3 separate regions of the Canis lupus genome follow, and all the other regions are linked to region 2. A link is a contact called in public Hi-C data. All regions are on one chromosome and are shown on one strand. The core of a region is the stretch at or near the end of the contact, and the rest is flanking DNA. Distances in the headings are between cores, read along the strand shown. Region 1 has its middle 19 kb from the start of TICAM2. Region 2 holds the start of CCDC112 (coiled-coil domain-containing protein 112). Region 3 holds the start of AP3S1 (AP-3 complex subunit sigma-1).

Region 1 (2,711 bases), core at 60-2,559, 280 kb after region 2:
ATTGCAAGTCTTAAAATGCACCATATCTTTAAAGATTATTTTTTATTTTTTTAGTTGACTGCCTAAAACCCAGCTCACAGCGGCCGGCCCCAAATTTGCTTTTAACCAAATCAGCTTTTGGCCAAGATGCCAAAGACAAAAACCAAAACCGAAAGTTTCAGCCCTGGCTCCCAGGGTCCCGCAGACGCTTCACGCAGAACCTCTCGGCCACTTGCTTACGTTCGGAGGTGGTTTTTCCCCAGAAACAGGTTTTCTGGTCAAAGGGAAACCTACGAGCAAAGCAGAAGGCTGCCCGGACTCTCCCTGAAGAGGGAGAGGGTCCGCCGGCCTCAAGCCCGCCGCAAGCCCCGCCGCCGCTCCCGCCGCCGCTCCCGCCCGGGAGCCCGCTTACTCGCCTGCACCGCGGAGGCCCGCGCCCAGGCCCGCGCCCAGCCCCGCGGCTCCCGCGTCTTCCTCTCCCCTCGGGACACCTCGCGGGCAGCGCCTTCCCCGAGACTGTGCCGGGCGCCGCAGCCCCGCCCCTCGCGTGCCCACGCCCACCGCCCGCGGGCCGCCGGGAGGAGGGCCCCGGCCCGGAGCTCAGGCCCCGCCCACCACGTGCCCACGCCCACCGCCCGCGGGCCGCCGGGAGGAGGGCCCCGGCCTGGAGCTCAGGCCCCGCCCACCACGTGCCCACGCCCACCGCCCGCGGGCCGCCGGGAGGAGGGCCCCGGCCCGGAGCTCAGGCCCCGCCCACCATGTGCCCACGCCCACCGCCCGCGGGCCGCCGGGAGGAGGGCCCCGGCCCGGAGCTCAGGCCCCGCCCACCACGTGCCCACGCCCACCGCCCGCGGGCCGCCGGGAGGAGGGCCCCGGCCCGGAGCTCAGGCCCCGCCCACCACGTGCCCACGCCCACCGCCCGCGGGCCGCCGGGAGGAGGGCCCCGGCCCGGAGCTCAGGCCCCGCCCACCATGTGCCCACGCCCACCGCCCGCGGGCCGCCGGGAGGAGGGCCCCGGCCCGGAGCTCAGGCCCCGCCCACCACGTGCCCACGCCCACCGCCCGCGGGCCGCCGGGAGGAGGGCCCCGGCCCGGAGCTCAGGCCCCGCCCACCACGTGCCCACGCCCACCGCCCGCGGGCCGCCGGGAGGAGGGCCCCGGCCCGGAGCTCAGGCCCCGCCCACCACGTGCCCACGCCCACGCCCCTGCGCGCGCAGACCTCTGCGGTTAGGCGCTGGGCTGGTCTCGCGGCCGCCGGCCCCAGGAACCCTCCGAGGCCTCCGCGCAGAAGGGAGGGAGGCCCGGAAGGGGCCGACGACCGGCAGTGGCGCAGGGGGACTGTCACCGAGGCAGAGGCACGCTCCCTGCGCTGCTGCTGCTGCTGCTGCGCCTTTCACTGTCCCCGGACGCCTGGGTTGGAGGCGGTGGATGGGGTCGCCGCCAGGGTGTTTGCTCGGTGCAGACTTGGGTGCTGGGGTGAGGGCTGCAGCCGCGGCTTCTCCGTCCCCGACTGGAGCGCCTAAACCCTGAATGAAGAAACCGCGGGCTTAGCCAAACCCGGGTCCTGCCGCTCCCCCTGGCTCCTTCCCGCCAGGGCCCTTCTCTGAGGTCGTGGGCCACGTCCCTGGGCAGGGATGCGCAGCGCAGCGAACCCTGCGAGAAAGCCACGCCGACAGTTTCCTCTCTAGGGCTCCTTCTGCCCAACCCAAGAAGACTGGAGTTCCGCTGAATAAAAAGGAAGAGCAAAAAGGCAATCAAGTAAAAAGTATAAAAAGCCTTACGAAGGGCAGCCCCGGCGGCCCAGCGGTTTAGCGCCGCCTTCAGCTCAGGGTGTGATCCTGGGGACGCGGGATCGGTCCCAGGTCGGGCTCCCTGCAAGGAGCCTGCTTCACACACTCTCTCTGTGCCTCTCATGAATAAATAAATAAAATCTTAAAAAAAAAAAGAGGGGGGGGCGGAATCCCTGCTTCTCCGTCGGCCTGTGTCTACCTCTCTCTATATATGTCTATCATGAATAAATAAATAAAATATTTTTTAAAAAAAAGCCTTATGAAACCAAATACCTAATTCTACCCTATCAATCTCAAGTCCCCCCATCCTAGTTTTATCCTACCAACCCAGTTCAGAAATTCTGTCCACCTCCATATTTTTAATTCCCAGGCAGTCCCTACTCCCTGCCAAAATTTCCTCTGCTTGTACTTCATCTGACAACGCTTCAAATCAGTGCTTTTCCATTTATTCACTGAAATAATGCTAATTACAAGTGCGATAAACATTTCCCCATTCACCACGCCTGTGGCATGCATAAATAAACCCAGAGTCACCAACGTCAAGGGCAAATTTTACTGGAATTGCTCCATTTTATACTTTAAATTGATTCAAGGGGATCCCTGGATGGCTCAGCGGTTTAGCGCCTGCCTTTGGCCCAGGGCGCGATCCTGGAGTCCTGGGATCAAGTCCCACATCGGGCTCCCTCCATGGAGCCTGCTTCTCCCTCTGCCTGTGCCTCTGCCTCTTTCTCCCTCTAAGTCTATCATGAATAAATAAAATCTTTGAAAAAAAATAAATTGATCCAAATTTTGCATTGTTCTTCATATTCACATGGTGTGCGAAGAAAATATGTTAAATTGGTTATGAGTTTAAGTACTTTAATTTTCTTCCCAAATTATCAAGTATACATTTCAGGAAAATGCACCGATCATTTATGCCACAAATATTTGGTATCATCTGTGT
Region 2 (2,700 bases), core at 194-2,693:
GGTGATCGAGTCCCACATCAGGCTTCCTGCATGAAGACTGCTTCTCCCTCTGCCTAAGTCTCTCCCTCTCTCTCTGTGTCTCTCATGAGTAAATAAATAAAATTTTAAAAAAAGAAAAGAATCACTGAGCTGATGGCACTTGAACAAAGTTACATGAAAGAAACAGAGCTAGGGGTGCCTGGGTGGCTCAGTGGTTGACCATTATCTGCCTTTGGCTCAGATCATGATCCCGGGGTCCTGGGATCAAGTCCCACATGGGGCTCCCTGCTCAGCAGAGAGGGGAACTTTTCCCTCTGCCTATGTCTCTGCCTCTCTGTGTGTCTCTCATGAATAAATAGAAGAAGTTTTTTTTTTTTAAAAAAGAAGAAAACAGAGCTAGCCACAGAATCAAGAGGGAAGAGGGAATCGCAATGACAAAGGTCCTAAGGTAGGAGAGTGCTAGGCATGCCTGAGGGACAAGCAGAAGGCTCTGCAGACCGTGGAAAGGACATCGGCTTTTACTATGAGGGCTCTGAGCTGAAGAGTGTCATTACTGGACTGAACTGCCCCGGCTGTTGAGGATACTTTAAGAAGGCAAGAATGTTAGAACAGAAACCAATTCAGAAAGTATTTCAGCCAGGGAGAAATGATGGTGTGGACAAGGGCAGCGGCACTGGAGATGTGAAGAGTGAGTGGGATTTCTGACTTACTCTGCAGGTAGGACACGGGGGGCTGCCCACGCTCTGGGTGTGGGCTGCGGGACAACGAGAGCAGTGGAGGTCTCTGGCGGAAGCAACTGGACCCAGCCGTCCCTGAGGATCCTCTGGTCCCCGGCGCGGAGACCGAGGTCCTAGGCAGATACGAGACCACCCCGTGTTTAGCTCTTCTTGTGCTCCTCGCTCAGACACAATAACGGAGCAGCCACCAACGACCGGGCACCGTGCAGGGCCCCGCGGACGTGGGGACCAGAAGGCACGGAGTCGCCAAGACGTTAGGTTCTCATCACGGGGCTGGGGGCGGCGGAGCCAGGGTTCCCACCCAGACTTTGCCTCGATGCCAAAGCCACATGGCCGTGGCTCTGAAAAAGCAGTTGCACGCACAAGCCCACAGAGCGCGACGCCCGGCGTGGGCCCGGCCGCGGCCAGGGGAGGCTCCCAGCGCCCGCGCCCCCGCCCCCGCCCCCGCCCCCGGAGGCGCTGCGGCGGACACCAGCTCGGCGGGGGCCCGACCCCGTCCCGGCCCCGTCCCGGCCCCGGCGCCCGCAGCGCCCACAGCGCCCACAGCCCCGCCCCCCCGCGGGAACGGCTTCCGGCCCTCCGCGGGTTACCTGTTGCGGCACCTGCGCGGCTCCCACGCCGCTCCCGGGGGCCGCGCCCGCGCCCGCCCCCGCCACAGCTCCCGCCACCGCCGTGGCCGCCGCCGCCACCACGACCGTCGTCAGGGCCGCCATCTTTCCTCGCCCGGCCGCTCGGGCTGCAGCGGCCACGCGGGCCACGGGGTCCGGGCCGCGGGAGCTCCTGGTCCTGCAGACGTTCCCTGCGCGGCGGAGCCCCACGGGACGCAGAGCTCGGCGGGGCCACGGCGCGGGGCGGGGCCGAGGGGCCGAGGGGCCGAGGGGCGGGGCCGGGATGCGGGGCGGGGGCCGAGGGGCGGGGCGGGGGCGGGGCCGGGGGCGGGGCCGGGATGCGGGGCGGGGGCCGAGGGGCGGGGCGGGGGCGGGGCCGGGGGCGGGGCCGGGATGCGGGGCGGGGGCTGAGGGGCGGGGCCGGGGGCGGGGCCGAGGGGCGGGGGCGGGGCCGAGGGGCCGAGGGGCCGAGGGGCCGAGGCCAGGGCAGGGCAGGTCGGAGATGGAGGGTGGAGCCGAGTCGTCGAGCTGGGCCGCGGCTCAGGACCCGGCGGGAGCTGGGGGCGTTGCTGGGCGCGGCCGACTGGGAAGCAGGCGGGAGTGCAAGGAGGGCCGGAGGGATAGGGCGCGGGCGGGGGACAGGGCGGGGCTCCGAGGGGATGCTGAGCCGGGCGGGAGCGCGGGGCGGGGCCGGGGCCGGGGGCGGGGCGCGGGGCGGGGCCGGGCGCGGGGCGGGGCCGACGCCGGAGCGGCGCCGAGAAGTGCGGCGGGGCGGAGGGCAGGGTGGGGCCGAGTCGTGGGCGGGACAGGGGCGCGGGGGCACCGCGGACCAAGTGCAGGGCGGCCGGGGGAATCTGGCCGGGCTCTGCCGGGGCTGATTCAGGGCAAGGCGGGAGCGCGGGCGGGTCGGCTTGTGAGGCGGGGCCTGAGTGTAGAACGGGTTGGGAGCGGGGCCAAGGTGTGGGGCGGGTCGGAGCGCGGGACCGGGCAGGACCTGGGAGCAGCGTGGGGCGGGGCCGGAGAGCGTGCGGGGAGGAACCTGGGTGCCGGCAGGGCGCGGCCGGGGGACGGAACGGGGCGGGGGCGGGGCGGGGGGCAGGGGCGGGGCGGAGTACGAGCAGAGGCGGGGCCGGGAGGAACCTGGGTGCCGGCAGGGCGCGGCCCGGGAACAGGAGGGGGCGGGGCGGGGCGATCGGCCAGAACCTTAGCGCTGCTGCGGGTGCGTGTCAACTTTCCCAAAAGCTTCACTACTGGTATTCAGCAAAATCTTTCTAAATCCCTCCTTTACCTCCAGTCCCCTACTCACCTTTTACTGTCACATTTATTTGTGTTATATATAGATATAGCTCTGTCTATAGTTACATATTTTACCTAAT
Region 3 (2,914 bases), core at 296-2,795, 490 kb after region 2:
TTACGATGGCTAACCCATTCTCAAGCAAGGAAAGGTTGAGGACTCATTAAAGCAATGAAAACGACTCGCTTAAAAACTCCAAAATGGCTGGAGGGAGGGGGCGCAGGGAGAGGAGGAAGGAGGATGCCTATGGTTTTCTCTCAACATTCTTCGTCCTTGATAAAATTTCGGTTTTTTGATACAAGGAGTGAATTCACACGCAGTTAATAGAAAAAAACAGCGAACTCGTCGGAAAGCGTGGATTCTAAACCAGAGTTGCTACTGAGTATCCCTATGACCTTAAATCATTAGTCAAATAATTATGTCCCAACGTTTAATACCTGGAACTACCGAAGTCCCACTCAGCTCCCACTTTCTTCTTTTTTAAAAAGATTTTATTTGACAGAGAGAGAGAGAGAGAGAGAGCGCGCGCGCGCACAAGCAGGGGACGCGCAGGGGAAGTGGGAGAAGCAGGCTCCCTACCGGGCAGGGAGCCCAACCTGGGGCTCGATCCCAGGACCCCGGGATCATGCCCTGAGCCCAGGGCAGACGCTTAACCAACTGCGCCACCCAGGCGCCCCTCAGCTCCCACGCTCCACAAGCCCGCAGTCCGACCCGCTCGGAAGAAGAGAGGAGCGCGGCGTGGGAAGTACTGCGGCGCCCAGGGGCCCGCCCAGGGGCCCACCTAGGGGCCCACCTAGGGGCCCGCCCAGGAGCCCGCCCAGGAGCCCGCCCAGGGCCCCGCCCCGCGCCGCGCCGCGCAGGGAGGTCCAGAGCCGGCCGGCCTGAGAGTCCCCAACTCAAAGGTCTCAAAAGCCGGAAACTACACTTCCTCTCTCCGGACTGGCCAAAAGCCAAGGCTGGGACCAGCCCTCCTCTGAATTTTGCTCCTTTATTGGCCGCCAGGGACCTAGTCAGACGCAATCTACACAAACCTCCCGCCTTCGCCTAGAAATTGGCTCACAAAAAATTACTTTTTTTCTTGGTGTCGCCAGCAGGTTCCTCTGTTCCCGGGGAGACGGCGGCGGAAGAAGGGGGCTCCGGAGTGGCTGTTTCTGGGGAGACCTCCGTAGGTCCTTCGCCCTCAGCAGCAGTCGAGGGAGGGAGCTGCAGCCCGGACTCCGACTCCTCAGCCATCTTGCTCAGTGCAGAGCGAGGGCGGAAGTGGCGGCTCGGCGCGTGCCGGGGGCGGGCTTTACGCCAGGGGCGTCGCTAGGGAGGCGGCGGAGGGCGGCGCGGGGGCGGGGGAGCGGAAAACCCAACGCTGAAAGGTGGGGCTGCCGGCTGGGCCTCTGTGCGGAGCATGTCGCAGAGCCCCGACCGTGAACACCGCAAGTGCGGTTTTGCCAGAGGAACAGCCCTCCGGAGGGAGTCTGCGAGCCCAGCGCGCCGCCAAGTGCGCAGGCGCCTCCCGGACAGGTGGGCTCGGGCCGGAGATGTTTCCGCTTCCCTTCGCGCCGGCCCCGCCCCGCCCGGCCCGGCCCCGCCCCGCCCCGCCCCGGCCCCGCCCCGCGACGCGGGAGCGCGCGCGCGCGCGTGCGGGAGGGGGCGGGTGGGGAAGGATCGCCGGCGAGATCCCGAGGCGAGGCTCGCGCGCCCGCCCCCGCCCCGGCCCCCAGCGCCCACCCGGTCCGCCCGGCTCAGCCATGATCAAGGCGATCCTCATCTTCAACAACCACGGGAAGCCGCGGCTCTCCAAGTTCTACCAGCCCTACGTGAGTATCCCGCCGCCTCGCCGCCTGGCCGCCTGGCCGCCTGGCCGCCGCCGCCGCCGATCCGCGTGAGGGGAGTCGCTGGCAGGCTGGCAGCGCCCTCAGGGCGACCCCCTGAGGCGCGCCGCGGCCCTTCGCGCTCCCGGGCTGTCAGCCTCCGGCTCCGTCCTCCGACGTGGCTCTGCCCGGGCGGCTCCTCCGCCTGTCTGGGCTGGGCGGCTTCCCGGCTGGCGCGGGCGAGGCTCCGGGGGACTTCCCGGGGCGGGGGCCCCGGCGGCGGGCGGCCGCAGCCCACCTGCCCTCGCGAGCCCCCCGGGCGCCCCGGCCTTGCGCCGCCCGCGGCTCGCAGCCCCACCTCCCCGACTCGCAGCCGCTCCGGGCCGACGGGTGTCCCTCCCCCGTGGACAGATGGGCTTCTGTTTTTCCCGGTAATCCGCTCGTCGCGCAGGAACTTGGGCTTCCTCCGTACGCTCTCTCCTGGGTACTGCCGTTGGGCCCTCGGCCGCCCGGTGTGACTTTCAGGTGTCTCCTTAGTAGAGAAAGAAAAGATAAGTGAGGACCTCACCTTTTTCTCGGGCTTTTCCCCTGGTGGCTGCAAAGGGAGTCCTGCAATAACTGGCGACGTTTGGCCCATGACAGCTGTGACTCTCTCCACCTGAAAGTTAACGATGGCAGCTGCTGGTTTGGCAGTTCTCTACCTAAGGGAATTGGGTCTCGTGTGTAGCTTTTCTTTTACTTAGAAAGACACTCCGTGGAGTGGAAGTAGTGCTGAAAAAATGCAGGTGTTAAGGGGGGGGGGCAAAGATGGGTAGTTTTTAAAAAAAGATTTTATTTATTTATTCATGAGAGAGGCAGAGGGAGAAGCAGGCTCCTCAAGGCCTGAGCCAAAGGCAGATGCTCAACCACTGAGCCACCCAGGTACCCTTCTCTCTCATAGAAGAGGGTTGAAGAAAGTGAGAAAATGAATTGATGATATTGACACATTGCTTTTACTTTGCGTGATCTTTTTTTTTTTTTAAAGATTTTATTTATTTATTCATGAGAGGCACACACAGAGAGAGAGAGAGAGAGAGAGGCAGAGACATAGGCAGAGAGAGGAGCAGGCTCCCTAGGGGAGCCTGATGCGGACCTCAGTCCCAGGACCCAGGGATAACCACCAGAGCCAAAGGTGGAGGCTCAACCACTGAACCACTCAGATACCCTAAGATAAGTAATTTGTTAAT

The links. Hi-C and Micro-C count contacts between places; a contact is called where the count stands out from the background.
Region 1: a contact with region 2 is called in a Hi-C map of blood, with 4 times the contacts expected there. The contact joins the enhancer-like site here to the promoter of CCDC112 in region 2. A contact is called at or near these places in 6 of 9 Hi-C or Micro-C datasets (amygdala, blood and liver).
Region 3: a contact with region 2 is called in a Hi-C map of blood, with 4 times the contacts expected there. The contact joins the promoter of AP3S1 here to the promoter of CCDC112 in region 2. A contact is called at or near these places in 2 of 9 Hi-C or Micro-C datasets (both in blood).

Annotation. Positions count from the first base shown.
Region 1 is chr11:5,600,397-5,603,107 of UU_Cfam_GSD_1.0, forward strand. No RefSeq gene overlaps it. Among named protein-coding and RNA genes, the nearest start is that of TICAM2, 19 kb to the left of the region's middle. Within about 2 kb of position 1,310, at least 16 of the 20 cell types and tissues checked have an H3K27ac peak or open chromatin away from gene starts, as enhancers often do. A contact at or near this core is called in blood, where this site is marked.
Region 2 is chr11:5,321,716-5,324,415 of UU_Cfam_GSD_1.0, forward strand. CCDC112 (coiled-coil domain-containing protein 112) reads right to left here and starts at 1,444. Exons shown (of 9, transcript XM_038551839.1): 1 at 1,307-1,444. The coding sequence starts at 1,429.
Region 3 is chr11:5,811,992-5,814,905 of UU_Cfam_GSD_1.0, forward strand. AP3S1 (AP-3 complex subunit sigma-1) reads left to right here and starts at 1,546. Exons shown (of 5, transcript XM_038551848.1): 1 at 1,546-1,694. The coding sequence starts at 1,626. ATG12 (ubiquitin-like protein ATG12) reads right to left here and starts at 1,399. Exons shown (of 5, transcript XR_005366528.1): 1 at 954-1,399.